Regions from separate parts of the Mus musculus genome. Here region 2 is linked to region 1. A link is a contact called in public HiChIP or PLAC-seq data. All regions are on one chromosome and are shown on one strand. Each heading gives the region's core, a stretch centred on a gene start, on an enhancer-like site or on the middle of the called end of the contact. The rest is flanking DNA. Distances are from core to core; before and after follow the strand shown. Region 1 has its middle 16 kb from the start of Akr1b3. Region 2 has its middle 12 kb from the start of Akr1b7.

What was found. HiChIP or PLAC-seq counts read pairs in DNA pulled down with a chosen protein or histone mark.
Region 2: an H3K27ac HiChIP or PLAC-seq map of embryonic stem cells shows a contact between it and region 1, with 6 read pairs. The contact joins two enhancer-like sites. A contact is called at or near these places in 1 of 39 promoter capture datasets (macrophages), 1 of 484 Hi-C or Micro-C datasets (forebrain), 2 of 115 datasets of contacts at active chromatin or transcription factors (double positive thymocytes and embryonic stem cells) and 3 of 9 other capture datasets (adipose tissue, liver and pancreatic islet).

The regions. Positions count from the first base shown.
Region 1 is chr6:34,330,661-34,335,819 of GRCm38.p6, reverse strand. No RefSeq gene overlaps it. Among named protein-coding and RNA genes, the nearest start is that of Akr1b3, 16 kb to the right of the region's middle. Within about 2 kb of position 3,784, at least 13 of the 459 cell types and tissues checked have an H3K27ac peak or open chromatin away from gene starts, as enhancers often do. A contact at or near this core is called in embryonic stem cells, where this site is marked.
Region 2 is chr6:34,397,354-34,402,513 of GRCm38.p6, reverse strand. No RefSeq gene overlaps it. Among named protein-coding and RNA genes, the nearest start is that of Akr1b7, 12 kb to the left of the region's middle. Within about 2 kb of position 2,368, at least 23 of the 459 cell types and tissues checked have an H3K27ac peak or open chromatin away from gene starts, as enhancers often do. A contact at or near this core is called in embryonic stem cells, where this site is marked.

The sequences.
Region 1 (5,159 bases), core at 2,535-5,034:
CCCTTCCACACACTCATACGCATTAAAAAATAAAAATTTAAATTAATCTCATAGGATTATCTGATTTGGAATGGGGATGGCTGTACTCTCCTGCCTTAACTTATGAGCCACTCTGAACAATTTGGTCCTTTTTTCTGGTAGGTCAATGCACCAAGAAATTTTCACTTGACATATGATGAAGTCAACAGGACTCAAGAGCCAATGATTTCTATCAGAGACGTCCCTCTGAGGCCCAAGATAAGTGTAACTACTTAGAATACTCAGTGCTTTAAAAGGTAGCTTTTAGTAATGGTACTGAGAAAGATGGTTTATGTAATATTTTTCCTTGGAGCTAGCTAAAAGCCAGTGAGAGATTTTTTTTTTCCCAATGTTAAAGTCAATTTTTTTGTTGTTGTTTTGTTTTTTGAGACAGGGTTTCTCTGTGTAGCTCTGGCTGTCCTGGAACTCACTTTGTAGACCAGGCTGGCCTCGAACTCAGAAATCCGCCTGCCTCTGCCTCCCGAGTGCTGGGATTAAAGTCAATTTTTAAAGATAATATTGTTTCGGGTCAATCCAAAGAGAAGAGAGTCCACTTTTACTCTCTTACTTGTTCCAAAATAGTGGGTAGGCAAGGTCATTGTTTGTTATTTAACTTTTCTATTTTAATGAAACATTAAATATTTACTAGTTTTCTTTGCTTAAAAACCTCATGTCCCAATTCCTGTTTCAGGAAGAGAAGAATATAGCACCAGAAGGAAGTTCTTGTCACTTTTGATGTGTGAGGTTTACAATAGAATGGGCTGAAATTTGGGGAGAAACCCATACACGTGTGAGGGGTGGCTGGACTTGAATCAGTTGATCAAACAGTGTAGGAGGGGCCTAATTCCTAGAGAAATGTATCATGAAAAAACTGAGGTGGCTGGAGAGATGGCTCAGTGGCTAAGAGTGTTTGCTGCTCTTGAAGAGGACCTGGCCTCCATCCAGTACACACACGAGGCAGCGCACAACTCTCTGCAACTTGAGTTGCAGGGTGTCCGACTTCCTCCTCTCGGCTTCCATTGTGTACCTACCTGCATGCATAAGCACAAACTCACACTCACAGACATATGTACATATAATTAAAAATAAAATAATTCCTTTTTATTTTGTTTTGTTTGTTTGTTTTTTATTTTTGCTTTGTTTTGTTGAGACAGGGTTTCTCTATGTAACGCTGGCTGTCCTGGAACTCACTCTAGACCAGGCTGACTTCAAACTCATAGAGATCCTCCTGTCTCTGCCTCCCAAGTGCTGGAATTAAAGGCATATGCAAAATAACTCTTTTTTAAAAAGTGAGGATTTTGGTATCAAAACTTCAGTAAGGAACAATAGCATAAAAACCAGACAAGTTCAGAAAGCTGGTGGGTCTTCCCTCTGTCCTTGCCTCTGATAAGATTCTGCAAGCAATCCTGTTTCTTGGTGTGTTTGCTAAGATGGTGAAGTCTACAGTGACAGGATAAATGGAAGTCATGGCAGACACACGCACTGGGAATGATACATTGGAGAAGAAGCCACTAGGCAAGGTGTGACATTTGCTAAAGGCTTGTCAAGAAACTTTTTGACAGTGTTACAACCAAAAGGAGAATTGGCTCTTGCAATGCTCTGGCTATAAAAGATTTCACTACAATCAAAACCTGTAGGTGCATCAAACTCCAAAAGGATTGTTCTGATTTTTTTTTTTTAAATAGTGAGACCATCTTAATCTTCATCTAGAAGTTCAGTACTCCTGGCAGCATCCTATCACCAATGACTCAATAATTAATTCACCTGAATGACTAAATAATTAATTCACCTAAAAATAAACCATCCAGATAATCTTACAAAATCAGCCAGCTCTCTGGCCCAGTCCTCGATCAGCCAGTCCGTGGATAACCGTGCAGTATCCGGTTACTGGAAGATGAAGCCCTCTGATCGTTCCCTGGAGTATTAAACTTCCTAAACTCATTTACTTTCGTGTTCTTTTTAAAAACTAGTTTTAAAAAAACCTGAACTTTTCTTGCTGTCGATATCTGATTTAAGTGACTTGTATATACTTCAAGAGCTTAATTATTAAAAACAATTTTCTCATACAGTATGTTCCGACCTAAAGTCTGTGATGCTGATATGTTAAGAGAAGGACTTTTGTAGCATATGGGGTCCTCAGCATAGCATCAAACAATCTATTGTTCCTGTTAGAAGACCATAGAGTCTTATTGTCAATTCAGGGATCAAGGGCAAAAGCAGGAAATCCACTGGGAATTTTAAGTCTAGTTTAAGGCTTAATAGAAGAGAAGGGTAGAGTTTGATTAGGATTATGTGAGAATCACAACCTGATGGTTAAGAGGGGAAGACCAGCAAGGCAGTGAGTTTTCAATAAAAAAAAAAAAATCCAAGGAAATTTTGATGTTAAAAATTCTCATCAACGTTCTCTTCAAGTGAGTGAATAAGTCTTCTAAGAAGCTCCTGAGGTCAGCAGTGATGCGCGCTCTAAGTTTTATCTCTATCAGGCATGAATCTTTTTAGTGTACATGTATATATTTCTATCTGCCAGTATGCACTCAGGTGGGCACAGGCTGAAGAGACTGTCACTTTAGAACTGGGGTTCCAGGCAGTCATGAACCACCCGACACGGTCTGTGAATTGAATCTGTCCTCTGTAAGAGCACCTAGCACCCCTGACCTTGGCCACCTCTCCAGTCCGGACATGAATCTGCTGAAAGAGATTGCTAAGGTAGCAAGCCAACTGGTTAATGCGGCTGCATAGCGTCTAAAGTGTCATTTCTCAGAATGGATCTCATTGCAGGAAATAGAGAATCACGTAACTTTTTGTGGACAAAAGATACTGTGCGCATTAGTATTTTTATAAATGTTATATTTAAAATGGTAAAGTGTTATTCATTTATCAAACTGAATACAAGGACATGTATACATACATATTCAGTGATGGAGGGATGGAAGGAATCAATGAATGAATGAATGAATGAGTGAGTGAGTGAGTGAGTGAGTGAGTGAGTGAGTGAGTGAATGAATGAATGAATGAATGATCCAAATTAAGGAAAGCTGGTCAAGAAGCTGATTCTATCCCCGGCTTCTCCTTCCTCTTTAGGTTCCACTAAACATTTCCATCCCATTTGCTTAGCTATCCCAAAGTCCTGTTCATAATTTTAGCCCAGGGAGACCAAAGATATTTTTCAAAAAAATTCTCTTAGCATAGGTAAGTGAGGGAAGCATTTAGAAATTACTGCTGCCTACTGAGAATTGAATGTGGAAAATAAATAGCTCCAGTAACCGCCCGTGTGTTCATCCCTCCCACTGGCACAGAGCCGTTGCCACCCACTTCCAGTGGCAATCCTGTGGTCACCTCTACAGGGCAGTACTGCTGACGTGATCCCTGCCTAGCAATGCACACCCAGGGTATTACCATACTAGTGCCCATCCACAGAATGAAGTTAAGTGTTGCTGAAAAAAAAAAAAAGAAAATCAGTCAAGGGTAGTTACTAAGGCACAAGGAAGAATGTTTTCAGAACCCCTGCCTCTGGGCACTCCAGTGGAGGAGAGATGAGGCTCAAGGCTCAAGTCTAAATCCTGCATGGGCAAGCAGGAATTTAAAACCAAGGTGAGGTGTGGGGGTTTGTCCCGCGCTACCTCCCGCCAGTAGGATTGACAGGGCACACAGGATCCTTCTGCAGTAAAGTTTTAATGCGTCTTGAGAGTGAGAGCATCAGCTTACAGAGCGAAGAGTGGCAAAACCCCATCCCTTTTAAAGAGAATTGTCCTCCGCCTTGGACATGTCGCTCCCTGATTGGCTGCAGCCCATCAGCCGAGTTGTCAACAAGGGGAAGGCAGAGCACAAGGAGTGGAAAACTACCCTGGCACATGCGCAGATTACTTGTTTACTACTTAGAACACAGGATGTCAGCGCCATCTTGTAATGGCGAATGTGAGGGCGGCTCCTCACAGGGGTTGGTGGGTAGATAGTTACTAAGAGGAAAATACCATAGATGAGGTGAATCATAGCTAAACTGGTATAAGGACGTGTGTGACGATGTGTGAGAATGGTCAGGCAAGGCAAGGAGTGTGACCAGGTTTTGAGGAAGAGAGGTCTGCGCTAAATCAGCTTTGCAAGGCTCTTCGCTAAAGCCAGACTTCGTGATAAACACAGATAGGCCTAGCAGAGGTTTCATACACCTGACTATTTTCAGCAACTGAAGACTCTATCTCAGTTCCTTTTCTTGCTCTCCTTTGGCCTTATCAGGGCTTGGCAGCAAGCCTTCACTGAGGTCATCCTGAGCCTTGACTTCCAGGGACAGTAGGGACTGCTCTCCCACGGAGACTGAAAGTCTTTGTTCTGGTTTCATTTATGTTGCTGGGGATAATATATTCTTTTTAAAAGTAGCGTGGAGAGTCCATTGGATTACAGTTCCAGGTTCCAGCCAATTGCTGTGGGAAAGCCAAGGTGGGAACACAAAACAAGGTCAAGAGCAGAAAAAGAATGAACGTGTGCTTGGTTACTGCTTGGTTACTGCTTAGCGCTCAGCTAGGTTTCCCCTTCTGGGGCCTCGCCTATGAAATGGTGCCACACACATGGTCTTGGTCTTCCTACATCAATTAACCATCAAGATGCTCACTCCCAGAGACCTGCCCACAGGCCAAGCTTCTCTAGAGAACTCGTCATTAAGATGCTAGGTTGTGTCAAACTGACCATCTCTATCTCAAGTTAGACACACCAAATCCCAGAGTTGCTTCCTCCAGGAAGGAAAGCGGGAAGCTTTGTTCTTGGCCTCATTTCTTTAGTGAATAAGAAATCTTGCAACTGGATGAAGCAAACTGTAAAGTAACGTTCTAGAAGGGAGTGTATTTCAATTGTCCATAGCCTGGTCTACGTAATGAGTTTCCAAACAGGTCAGAGCTACATAGTGAGACACGGTCTGAAAAATGGACAAATGGAAAGAAAAGTCGAGTGAGTGTTTACAAGTTTATACGGCTGCTTCCTATAACGTAGAAAAAGGTAAAGATGGAAACCGAATTTCCAGCACCCCACAGGGCAACTCACAACTATCTGTAACTCTAGTTCCCAGGGATCTGACACCTTCTTCCGGGCTCTGAGGACACCAGGCAGGCATGCTGTACACATATAGATGTACATGCAGGTAAATCTCTCATACA
Region 2 (5,160 bases), core at 1,119-3,618, 68 kb before region 1:
CAAGCTTACAACGAGATAATGACTGCACTGTTTGTTTAGTGAAAGGTGAAGCTACTCGATCCTTTTCTGAAGAACCATACTTCCTAAGCTCTATTGATTTTCCTTTGTTGCTGCTGAGTTCCTGGAGTTGCAGTTCCTATGCATTTCTTGTGTCTGTTTTATTGAGACAGAGTCACATGCAGTCCACGGTGGCTTTGAACTAGCACTATGCCTTACGATGGATGACCTTAGACTCCTGATCCCCACGCTTCCACCTACTAAGTCCTGGGATTACTGATGTGGTCTGTTTCCCATCTCCCTATGTTTGTGTCTTTATATTATTTCTTTTTCAGCTTTCTATGTATGTTCCATAGCTAGCATAAGAACTTGTTCATAAAAGATGTCCATAATAGCCGGGCGTGGTGGCACACACCTTTAATCCCAGCACTCGGGAGGCAGAGGCAGGCAGATTTCTGAGTTCGGAGGTCAGCCTGGTCTACAAAGTGAGTTCCAGGACAGCCAGGACTACACAGAGGAACCCTGTCTCAAAAACCCAAAATAAATAAATAAACAAATAAATATTAAAAAAATAAAAATAAAAAAAGATGTCCATATTTTAACATTGTGTACGTAGAACCTTTCTGGATCTCTCGGTGCCTTGAGGATGAGACTTTCGGGGGTGGGGATTATTGTTCCATTGTCTCTATGCACCGTTTTTAAATTTTACTTTTTTTTAAAATTTCTGTGTGAATATCTGCAGAGGCCAGAAAAGGGAATCCTGATTCCCTGGAGCTGGAATTATGGGTAGCTGTGAAACTCCACACATGGGTGGTAGGGACTGAACTCTCCTGGAAGAGCAGGAAGGAATCTTACCCACTGAGCTATTCCTCAATTATACCACAGTTATACCACATTTTTTGCTTGTTGTCCACTTACATGTATGGAAGGATATAGATAGGTTTTTTTTTTTTAATGTTTATGGACTTTTGACTAAAGTATTTAAATTTAATAATATATTGTGGTGTGTGTTAAGGTTTTCCACCTGTAGGGACAAAACATCAAAACATCACGTCAACCGACTTCCATAAAGTTGACATCATCTACCATCTGGCATCTAACATCTGCTTCAAGTTCTGTTTTTCTCTTTGTTCACCACAGTTCAGTAAGTTTAGCATAGAAGGCTGCTGGACAGCTAAACAGATTTCATGCAGATAGGCGCTTAGTCACTGAGAGAAAAAAGGTGAGGGTGGAATTTTCATGCGTGAAGAGATCCTGAGGAGAGGAAATCTTTTGATTTTAAAGATTGCAATTCTAGATTCAGTTTAGTGATGGACAAGTTCTGACCTGATTTAAGTCAGCTATAACACTTGAGTAGCCAGCAACCTGTGGAAAGGATATAGGTATGGCCATGGTGTGACGTTATTTGGGGCTGACACATGGGTGATGTGTTTCTTTCTATTCTTTTGTGTTTTCCTTTGATACCTCCTCATTTGTTAATAAGAAAACAAAGAGTTAATAAGTGACAAAGAGTGGAGAGTATCTGTGCATTCTGGGTACTGATGTGGCTGGAAGCCATGCAGGCTTTCTCATCTCTTCCTTCTCAAGGCCAGGCTTCCCAGGCCCGTTCTGGCCACTAGGATAGTGATTTTTCCAAGGCCCCTACTTGCCCTTTCCTTTCTTTTCTCTCTGCTAATCTCCGATGACCATTTCCTAGAACAGATGAACTCAGATCAGCATCAGTGGGGTTCTTGACTCCAGCAGCCTCCTGGAGCTGCTGAAAACAGTGTTCATCAGCACCCATACATGCAGGCATTCACTGAAATCAGACTCCAGATGGGGACTGGGTAAATAGTGCCATCATTTGTTAAATACTTTGAAATGGTGGAATGACATGGCTTTCCTTTCCTTAGCCATAGCTTGGATTGCAGATAGTGGGAGAATTTTAACGACATCATTTGGGGGTCAGTGGATATGAGAAAGCAAAGAAAGGAGATTCTATGTTATTTCTATGTTATTTGTGCTTCTATGTTATTTGTGCTGTTGGTACACAGGGTTCAGATTCTCCTGAGGTGAGACAATGTGACATTTCATCCTGGTTCCCTTTCCTGGGGGTGCAAAGTAGAGAAGGCTGCCTCCTTCTTTCTTGGCATTGTACTAACTCTGTCTTGTTTGGTTTTTAGCCCCATGGCTTACACTGTTTTTCTCTTTCCTTTATCTCTAGCCAGGTGAATGAACCCCTTAAGGTTTGGCTGACTTTGATAGTGGTGCTTGTTCCCTTTCTCTTTGCTGCTGTAAAATACTTACAGAGAGATGCTGGACCCTAGTGAAGGGCTCAGAGGAGCAGGAAGGTTTGGGTTCCTGAGGTCACAGTTTCCAGTCGGAGCTCAGGCAAAACCGATGGTTTCTTTTGTGTTGCTAAGGGGTACTGTGTACTATGCGTATGCGTGTCTCCTGGTTTGGTTTGGGTTTTTGTTTAGTTGGGGTTTTGTTTTGCTTTGCTTGTTTGCTGTCTAAAGACAAAGAGAAAGAAAGGATGTATAGTATTGGGTCTGTGGGGAGGCGAGGAGGATCTGGGAGGAATTGAGGGAAGGTGTTGGGCCTTATTTGGCTTTAGTTTGGGCCTTGAGGACAAACCTGAGCCTGGCTCAATTTTCGAGACCTGTCAATCTCCTCTGCTTGAGAATGACTCAGCACAACCTAAAGACCCACTACTATCGCTGTCAAGTTCTTATAGGCTCCATGAGATCACCCCACACCACCTCATTCCCCTACCCCCACCTCCTTGCCTTCTCTATATAAGCAAGTGCCTAATTTAATAAAGTGATTTCCTGCTTTGACAAGACTCTGGGCCCGGGTGTGTTCGTTTTGGGCTGTCGACACTCACCATCCCATTCAGTCTCGGAGAAACTCGGCTGGACCGGGTTCTCTCCTCTTGCCTGGACCTGCCAGCAGAGAGCCAACAGGAGGAGAAACCAGGACCAGAATATATTGAATGAAATTAAAAAAAAAAAAAAAGGAAGGGAAGGGAAGGGAAGGGAAGGGAAGGGAAGGGAAGGGAAAAGAGAAAAAGAAAGGGGAAATGGTCACTGAAGGGACCTGAGGCCTTTAGGAACTGCTGCAATTGGTCAAAGAGTAGTGGGTGCAGGGTCAGAAAGAGCCGAGCTCTGAGTCACAGCAAGTCCACAGAAGGGAACTTACTCTGGAAGATGCAGAAGTATTAAGCCTTTAGTGGGGTCGTGACTTCCAACTTACAGGTCTCTCCTTCTGTCTCTGAACCTATGAGAGGACACTTGATTGGTAATGCGTTCTGAAAATCATGTGAGTGATGTGTGTGTGTGTGTGTGTGTGTGTGTGTGCGCGCGCGTGCATGCTCGCGCATTTGTGCTAGTGAGAGTGGAGAGAGAGAAACAGAGAGAGACAGAAAGGAAGAAAGAAGAGGAGGAAGCAGCAGAAGGAGGAAGGGAGAAAGTGTGTGTGTATATGTGAGAGAGGGGGGAGGGGGAGAGGGAGATTATCAGTCTGGATCTTGCTGCTCTGACTGCCAAGTGCTAGGATTAAAGGTGTGTGCCACCACCGCCCAGTGGAAAAGAGGCTCTTAGAGAAGGGGCTAGCCTTGAGGTTAGTTTTATTCTCACAAACCCACTTCCCTCTAAGACATTGCAGCTCTTGTCTTGGTGGGAGAGAAGAATAGTGAGGATGGCTCATAAATCCAATGACTGGCATCAGAATGTCATGGGAAGGCAGATGGAGACACAAAGAAGAGCAGCTACATAGCAAAGAGCCTTGGGGGTATTGGTGACTACCACAAGTCAGAAAAGGTCAGTGAAAGAAACCTCAGAGCTTCCCTAGGGTGCACCACCCGTCTGAAACCTTGATGGAAGCGCTGGGATATCAATCAGGAGGGTATGAGGTCATTTCCAAGGTTGGCAGCAGCAGGAAGAGACGGCCAGTCCTAGGTATGAGAGGATACAGGAGGAAGAGGGATGTCCTACCCCAGAAGTGGTGTCAACCGGAAGGATTGGAATCTATGTGCAGGCACGAAGGAAGAGCTGGAGTTACTCAGAAAACGTCACTGCTGCTGAAACACCACTAGAGAAGATAGATGCACCACCTGCCTTTCTCTTTCTGTAGAACTTCGACCTCCTATCAGAAGCCCCCACTGAGCAACTGCAGAGGGAGCCATCTGACTAGGAAGCCTGGACTGCAAGTGTGCACACATGCCCGAGCACCATGTGCCTGGAGAAGAGAGAAGCAGGATATTTATATGAACATAACTAGGCCTGTGGGCAGCAGAGAATGGGGTGACACAGTGATCGTCAGTGAACATTGATTATGGAAAACAGGCATGGAGTTCTATAGAGCAGTCGTCCACTTAGTTCCTGAATAAATTTCTTTTTAAAAAAACATTTGAGAGCCGGGTGGTGGTGGTGTACGCCTTTAATCCCAGCACTCGGGAGGCAGAGGCAGGCAGATTTCTGAGTTCGAGGCCAGCCTGGTCTACAAAGTGAGTTCCAGGACAACCAGGGCTATACAGAGAAACCTTGTCTCAAAAAACAAAAAAAAAAAAAAAAACAAAAATAATAATAATAATAATAATAATAATTAATAAATAAATAAATAATTGAGGCCTGGTGTGATAGCTCACACCTTTGATTCCAGAACTCAGGAGGCAGAGGCAGGCCGATCTCTGAGTTTGAGGCCAACCTGATCTACAAAGTGAGTTCCAGGACAGCCAGGACTACACAAAGAAACCCTGTTTTGAAAAGTGAAACAAAAAATTAATTAAAAAATTTTTAACTGTGATTTGTGTGTGTTTTGTCTTTCTTTTATTATTATTATTTATTATTATTATTCATAAGTACACGGTAGTTCTCTTCAGATGCACCAGAAGAGGGCGTCAGATCTCATTACGGATGGTTGTGAACCACCATGTGGTTGCTGGGAATTGAACTCAGGACCTTCGGAAGAGCAGTCAGTGCTCTTAACCGCTGAGCCATCTCCCCAACCCTAAAAGTAGTTTTCTATAGGAAAAAAAAAAAAAGGCATGTCCCAGATTTATGGCAACAGTAAATGTTTTCATGTCCAGACTTCCACATTTTCTGCCCTACTTCTCTCATAGCATAGGAATAGGCATTTTGTGAATTTTAAGGGCTATTAAACCAACAGCTTTGACACTTTGGC